2 separate regions of the Cricetulus griseus genome follow, and region 1 is linked to region 2. Evidence: chromatin contacts called from public Hi-C data. All regions are on one chromosome and are shown on one strand. The core of a region is the stretch at or near the end of the contact, and the rest is flanking DNA. Distances in the headings are between cores, read along the strand shown. Region 1 holds the start of Snai2 (zinc finger protein SNAI2). Region 2 overlaps LOC118238808 (a long non-coding RNA gene).

Evidence for each region. A called contact is a pair of places that touch in the nucleus more often than the background predicts.
Region 1: a contact with region 2 is called in a Hi-C map of the CHO-K1 cell line, with 2.7 times the contacts expected there. The contact joins the promoter of Snai2 here to the enhancer-like site in region 2. A contact is called at or near these places in 2 of 8 Hi-C or Micro-C datasets (the CHL-YN cell line and the CHO-K1 cell line).

The regions. Positions count from the first base shown.
Region 1 is chr4:74,750,615-74,754,684 of CriGri-PICRH-1.0, forward strand. Snai2 (zinc finger protein SNAI2) reads right to left here and starts at 2,337. Exons shown (of 3, transcript XM_035444768.1): 1 at 1,851-2,337; 2 at 671-1,216. The coding sequence starts at 1,929. It overlaps LOC100772567 (vomeronasal type-2 receptor 116-like), which reads right to left. Exons shown (of 9, transcript XM_027413392.1): 9 at 2,248-2,605. The coding sequence ends at 2,248.
Region 2 is chr4:74,277,824-74,281,546 of CriGri-PICRH-1.0, forward strand. LOC118238808 (a long non-coding RNA gene) reads right to left here. Exons shown (of 2, transcript XR_004769997.1): 2 at 2,871-3,583. Among named protein-coding and RNA genes, the nearest start is that of Efcab1, 300 kb to the right of the region's middle. Within about 2 kb of position 1,403, at least 2 of the 6 cell types and tissues checked have open chromatin away from gene starts, as enhancers often do. A contact at or near this core is called in the CHO-K1 cell line, where this site is marked.

The DNA of each region.
Region 1 (4,070 bases), core at 1,087-3,586, 470 kb after region 2:
GTTAAAGGGCTTTCTCTTGATCAGGGTTTCTGCTTCAACAGGTGCAGGTATGATGACTATATTCCCACCTTCCCAGTATTTCTCCTCTTTCTGTGTGACGACCATGGCTCTATTAATGCCAAGACTCCCCTCATATGCTTTTGTGATAAGAATTTTAAAAAAATTCAGCAGCAAGAAACAACAACTACAACAAACCCAAAACAAAAAGCAAATCAAAAAACTAGATCAAATTGAGTTCCATCTACTACTTAATGAGTCAAGAGTTGACACATTTCACAGTGTAGACAGAGCCAAAAAACTATGGGAAACCCCTCTGATTGTTTATCCAATCAACACTAGGATCCAGGCATTTGTATTTGCTGACTACCGGAGGCAGTTCTGCAGAATACACATCCAGTGCCTCACTCCTGCTTTCTAACTGATCTTTGAGACCAAACCTCTACATGTACTTTCCAAAGTCTAAATGCTGTTTACAGTTTCAGGAGCCGAAGCTGTTAGCAAGGAATGGAGTACCTGCTACTCTAACAAGCTTTTGAACAGCCAGGAAGCAGCTACCAGTGGTTCACCTCATGAAAAGCACCCCCTGTCACTATGTCAAGGCACCCCACAGACAGCCCCAACACACAATTGTTTGAGCTGAGAGGCATTGTTTGCTACATATTCCTCTTACCTGTGTGAGTTCTAATGTGTCCTTGAAGCAGCCAGGGTCTGGAGAAAGCCTTGCCACAGATCTTGCAGACACAAGGCAATGTGTGGGTCCGAATGTGCATCTTAAGGGCACCCAGGCTCACATATTCCTTGTCACAGTACTTGCAGCTGAAAGATTTCCTAGACTGGGCATCACAATGCAGCTGCTTATGTTTGGCCAGCCCAGAGAAAGTAGAGTAGGTCTTATTACACAAATTGCACTGAAACTTCTCAGCTTCAATGGCATGGGGGTCTGAGAGCTTGGCTTGCAGTCTTTCCTCTTCATCACTAATGGGACTCTCTGAACCACTGTGGTCCTTGGATGAAGTATCAGATGGAGGAGGGGGGCTTACTCGCCCCAAGGGTGAGGAGTATCCAGCAAGAGGAGAAAGGCCACTGGGCAGAGGGGAGTGGAATGGAGCTGCCGATGTCCACACAGTAATAGGGCTGTATGCTCCTGAGCTGAGGATCTCTGGTTTTGGTATGACAGGCATGGGGTAGCTCTCATAGAGGTACGGGGAAATGATCACTAGGAGAAAGAAATTGAGAAAAAGGAGAGAAAATTAAGGCAAAAATACTTTTTAAAATACACGTACACCGTCTGAGACAGCACATAACAATACACACAAGACTCCATAGTGAAGACAGACTCCCTCACAAGGATACACAGAATGACGAAACATTCCTTTCATCCGGGCTTAATGTCCTTGTGCAAGCTGACAGTTACCCTGGCTCTTCCTATCGGGGATTCTGGACGAGCCTTACAGTACTCATTTATAAAGAAGAGCTAGACACGATTGTAAAACTTTCTGTAGAGTTGCTTTCCATTTCATGCATGGGCTCTTCTACTGTGGGGGCAATGGCATGCAGGAATCCAGCTGCTTTGCAGTTCCTGGCTCCCCAAGGTAACAGCTCAGCCTCGGGGGAAGGGTGTGCTCATTGCAGAGCACTCATTATACAGTGAGAACCACACCGCACTACCGGAAGGAGGCTTTCCTTGTAAGGAAAACGCTCAAAAGATTTGAATTAAAACTTACTCTAAGTGATCCAGAGACTGAAAGCACTGTTTCAGGACAACATTTAAAGGAAAGCAGCCCAATGTGTGCAGAGTAAAGCCGTGGAACCGCGGTTCAATCGCGCAGATTTGCAGAGCGTATTTTTACCTGTGTGTGTGTCCAGTTCGCTGTAGTTGGGCTTCTTGGAGGCGTTGAAATGTTTCTTGACCAGGAAGGAACGCGGCATGGTGGCGGCAGGCGGGCGCGGGCGGATAACGGTCCAGGCGGCGGTCCTACAGCATCGCGGCGGCTCAGGTGCGGCGTGGGACAAGCGGGCGCCTCTGAAGTCACCCGGCTCCCTGCCCGACTGAGCTCTTCAGGGCTGGGTGGGGTTTTCTCCCTGGTTTTTACTAGAAGCATCCAATCACAGCTGAGAGGTTCGGATTTCAGCTCCTCCTTCTGGGACAGCTGTGAACAGAGGAAGAATCTGTTGTCAGACTAAATTCTGGTTGAAAGTGGGCTATTCAAGGCATTTCAGTGGAGGCTCAAAATACATTAAATGTTTTCAAAGAGGAAATTTCAGTTCTTGAGCATTGCGGGAAGGCGTTCCGGCGAGCAGACCGCGAACGACTTGGCTTCCAGATGTGGGCCTTGTCGGGCGCGGGGTGGGCGGGAAGTAAGGGCCGCCCACGGGACCGTGGAGCCTTTGGTGACCGGAGAGCCTATATTTGGAAGTAGCACTTCGAGGGGGTTTATTTGCACACGGACCCATGATGGCCCCGATTTTTTGTACAAGGGAGGTTAAGGCGCCCATCAGCCCGCTGAGGCAGGTCTGGCCAGCTCTAGGACCGCGCACCGAAAAGTTAACTCGCTGGTCTTGCGTTAGCCGCTTGAAAGGAATGCCTAGCAGCCTATCCCAGGAACTGGAAGAGAGCAATGATTAAAAGGGAAGGCTTGGGCAGACTCCCACAATAGGCAAGCTCTGGAAGAAGCACGGAAATCTCTCATGAAGACATGTGAACAAGACTTCCTCCCTTTAAGACACATGGTGCTTTAGTAAAAGAAAAAAAAATGTGAATCTCTACAGACATTTCTTTAAAAGTATTTGTTTTAATTTAGTGGTGTTTTCTTTGGTAGGAGTTTTCAACACCCCTCCCGACCCCTGATCCCCGCCACTTTCCTGGTTTTAAGTAAAAGATGCAAAAGGGTTACTTTGCCAGCTACTTGACTGACAGCTTAGACAGTCCAGTAGTCAGCCAATCACTTGCATTTGAATACAGGGATAGGTCTAAAAAAATGCTCCGATGTGACTCATTTTAAAACAGCAGTTTTCGCCATATCCGTAGACAACTCTTGTTAATTTCAGTGTTATCCCTTCCCTTCCCAACAAAACCATAGAAATAACGCCCCCCCGAAGACTACTGACTTTTTTTTCTAACAGGTGCTGGAAGAAAATAGATAAAAGAGAATAGCACCGATGGTGTCGAGACTTGTAAGAGAAAAGTGCATTGTCAGGCAGCATAACTTCTTAATCTGAGGATGAGAAAACAGGAGTGTGTGGGTGAGGGAAAAGGAAACACGCAGACTTCCTGGGCTAATTTCAACGATTCCCTTTCTCCTTCCAACAGGCACTGATTTAAATGTCAAACACACAAAGGAGTTTGTATGAATCCTTATATGAAGGAAACTGAATCTTCAGGAGACAGGAAAACACCAAAATCCATTAGATTTTCCCCCAGGCGGATCAGAGCTGGAGTTTGAATTGTCGTCTTCTTAGTGGGTTTGTTTATATTCAGTCACCTGCTTTATAGAGCAAGAAATCTTCTTTCCCTTGCCACCTAATTTCTAGCAAAACACATGGTTTGTTAGAGATCTAATATCATTGAGAGAGCACAAAACCACAGGACAACTGGGAATGTGAAAGGATATTTAAGTATTTATTTACAAGTAATTATAACACACAAGATAACCTGCTAAAATGAGTTCTTGATATCTATTTAAAAATTTAGTAGTAATTCATTGTGGTTGAAAAACAAAAGCAAACAAGAAAAGAAAAAAAACAAAACAAAAACCCTTGAATTAGAACCACAAATGCACAAAGCAGCCAAGCTTTATGCCCAGTGACCTAGGCCTGGGGCCTGAGTTACTGTTGACAGCAAATGTTCATATCCTTATTCCTGTAAAGAGCCTGTGAACTTCAAACTCTGCTTAAGGTTAGCTACACCATAGAGCCAGGTTTGAGCTAAACGGGTGAGGTCTGTTCCACTTGTCAGCAGGGGAGAGTCCATGGGCTGATGATGACATAAATCACATTAAATGGGTGCTCTGCTCAGGTGCAGTAGTGGACAATTAGTGTTAGTTAACCTGATGTAGTTAAAAAAAAAAAAA
Region 2 (3,723 bases), core at 153-2,652:
CTGGCTTAGGGTGTCTGAAAGCACTGACTGGGCAGAAAGGAGCAGCTGCCTAACACATCTGATACTATTTCCTTTGTCATCGGTTCATCTGTCTGCTCATGGGAAGAGATCTGTCAAATACAACTGGCTTCCTCCCTGGGATCTGCACATCCACCCTCAACCTGCTGGGCCTGTGGCCAGGCCTCACATCCCTTTGCCTACTATCACAAGGGGCTTGAGAACAAGTGTTCAAGAGAACAGCCAGATAGGTTGTGGTTCCCATCTCCTTTCCCATGTCCAAATTATACAAATTATGAAAAACAAACCAGTGAACAAATAAAATAATTAGGCTGTGAGTTCCCTGTGTCCCTCTTTTGTCAGCATTTGGAGAGGCAAACTCACATTTCCGGCAAATGACAGACCAAGCACATGTCATTCCATTTGGTTCTCACTTAGGCCCATTTTACTGATGGGAAACTCATCTTGTCTCAAAAAGACTAGTTCTGCTTGCCCAAGTCAGCTGGTCAAAGTGGGATGGGTATCCTATAACGCCTACATTTTCCCAAAGCACTGACTGTAGAAGGAACATAATTGAAAATACCGGTTTGGATGGTTCTCTGTGGGGGTGGGGTGGGCTTTCCTCCTGAACAGAAATCGGCCGTTTTTCAGGGACTTTTTCCTGCTTCCTGGTTTCTGCTTTGTTCCAGCAGCACATGGTTTTTGGGGATGCTGCCCTGATGTGTATGGTCCTCTAGGCCCTGCCTACACAAGTGTCAGAAAGTGCTGGGGCAGAAGGCTCTGACTCATCTGCTCCTCCCTGAACAACATTCGTGTGTGTGTGTGTGTGTGTGTGTGTGTGTGTGTGTGTGTGTGTGTGTGTGTGTGTGTCTTAAATGTGAGCACTCTGGCTCACAGCTCTGAGCTACCATGTACAGAAAAATGATTACAAACCCTTCTTGCATTCTTAAGGCATCTGTGAAATAATTTTCTTTCCCTGGCCCACTTAGCAGCACTGGTTTTGTTCCACACTTGTGGACACTGTAGGGCGGGCTCCTGCGTCCCAGCCTGTCTAGTATGGCAGCCAGCCTGCACAGATCTATTAATAGCCTTCATTTCCAGTATGTGCCCTGTAAACTCGGGCCTCATTTTTAGCAGCTTGCTGTTACAATTCTAGGAAAAGGTTCCCTTTGAATGTCTTCCTGCCAGGATAGCCTGACTCCCTCTCTCAGTCAGCTGCCCCCCCCCCAGGGCTGGCGGGGGCGTGGAGCCCAGGGATAAGTGGTGGGAGATCCTTCTCTTGGAAGAGTTGCTGAACGAAATGACCCTTTGTTTGGAAAGCAGCCCTGATAAGCTTGGGTGGGGCTGCAGCTGCCCAGCACTGAAGTCATGCTTGACTCATCTCTTCCTTTCACAGCTCTCATCTAGTTCATCACACATTTAGTTTGCTTCCCCCAAAAGGATATTCCCAAAGACCAGGCCCAAGTCCATCTGCATCCAGCCTGTGTGGAAGGCCCCTGTCTCTTGTGCCCTTTTTTGAGTTCACCCCATTTCATCCCTTGAGAACTCACTGAAGGCTCTTAAAGCCTGCCAGTGCTCAACTTGGCAGAGTCAGTGACTCGTCTCTAAGCAACTATCCAATGTAAATTGTCCCCTTAAAGACAATCTTAAGTAAAATAACAGTCCTAGCATGGATGATCCCTGTGCCTCTTGATAGGGTGTGAATATGGCAGGTGTATCCTCAAGACAGTGTGTTTAAGGTTTGGTCCCAGCCTGGTTGTATTGGGAGGTACTTGGAGGTGGGGTCTAATGTGAGTCCCATAGGCCCCTAGAGTGCACCCTTGAAGGTATTGTGGGACCTTGGCTTCTGTCTCTTTCTGTGGTCTGACCTGTGATGCGCATCCAAGCTTGGTCATGCAGGGCTGCTGACTATAGAACTGATGCTAAACCATCCTGCCTTCCCTTCCTAAGGAATTTGTTAAAACACTGTGAGGCTGAGCTAACACCTCTCTTAGCTTTTCACTACTTTTCTTCTTTTAATTTGGGGGTTATAATATAATTGCATCATTTTTCTCTTCCCTTTCTTTCCTCCAGAGCCTCTCATATGGTCTCTTCTTTTTAAATTTTCTTTCTTTCTAAAGCTTTTGAGATTGTAGTATAGTTATATAATTTCTCTCTTCCCTTCCCTTTCCTCCCTCCCTCCAAACCTCCCCATACTCCATTCCTTACTTCAAAAGGTGGAGATTTAGCATGCCATCTGCTTTGTGGCAAGGCTGTCTCCCTTCCTCACCTTTACACACCTTTCATGCACAGTGAGCTGGTGGCTAAATACTCCCACAGGTCATTGCATTAAGAAAGCAGGATGTATGCAACCAACCTCTGAGCACTTCCTGAAATTTAGTGATGGCAGTGACCATATGCAGAACACACAGTTAGTGTACAAATCAATCTGATGTCAATTTGGGGGTGGCAACCCTGATTCACATCTGGAGACATTCTTGGGCATCAGTTACATTTGATCAGAATTCCACAAATGGCTCTCAGCCCAACAGAAGGGAAAAAAAAAAGCATACCGTGAAACGTGGAGCCAGGGCTTGAGACTGCCAGTGTGTGTGTGTGTGTGTGTGTGTGTGTGTGTGTGTGTGTGTGTGTGTATCAGATAATAACCATTATCCGTTAACCACCATGCCATGGACCATGGAATTTAAAATTCAAGAAAAAAATAACAAAAAAAAATATTTTAAGATTTTGCCCAGTTGCCTTCTAGCTTGGACTCCATGAGGGTGGAGCTGTAGTTCTGTCTCCAGTAGTTTCTTCATTTGATGTAGGGCAGGTGAGTGAATGAGAAAAAGAGAAATAAAGAGGAAAAAAAAAGGAACAGAGCTGCTCCTAGGTATGATGCAGGACAAGGTTTTATTGTAGATACATGTGGGAGAGTAGCCAGAGGCAGAGACCTCTGGGAAAGTCCAGAGTGGACATGACCAGACTGAGCTGTGCCTTGTGAGGAGAGGGGGAGGGAAAGGGAGGGGAGGGAGGAGGCAGGTGCAGCAGCCAGAAGGCCCAAATGTACAAAGAGATCAGGCAAGCAAAGTGGTTGGATTATGTAGGGAAGGGCAGCCCAGCCCCCTGGGCTGGAAAGTTCAGTGTGTGTGTGTGTGTGTGTGGGGGGGTGTTATGCCAGCTAGGAGGGTGCTGCAACAGGGAGGGACTGGAGGATGCAGGGAGAATGTGGCAGCCAGGTCTGCTTTGATGTGTTAAATAGGCACCTCAGCCTTTTGTCCCAGGTTTGAAACCTAACACCCCAGCCTTTTTGTTGAAATTAAATAAATGATAAAGAATGACAGGTAATCTTCTCTATGACTATTTCCTGTTGACATTGGGCATCGCTGTTGGTGGGGGGCAGGAAATCTGGAATGCTGGTCCAGGAAGAGCATACTGTTTCAGTTGCTGTCCACACTCTGCTGGGACCATCTGGGGCAAGAAAAGTGCTGGATGCTTTGGAGCAGTTAGTGAGGCTGGACCACCTGGGGTAGTTGCTTTGATGCTGTCCTGGACGCAGATTTTGAGGGAACACCTTGTTGCTGGAGCTGTCTGCAGTTGCTGGAATCTGCTGGAACAAGTAGAGTAGAAAGAGAAGGTAAAGGAAAAGAGTTTAGGGAGTGCTGTTTTTCTTGGGTGCATATTTGAAACTTTCAGGCTCACAGTCCTGGGACTTGGGGAAGGGGAGTCCCAAGATTAGGGAAGAGA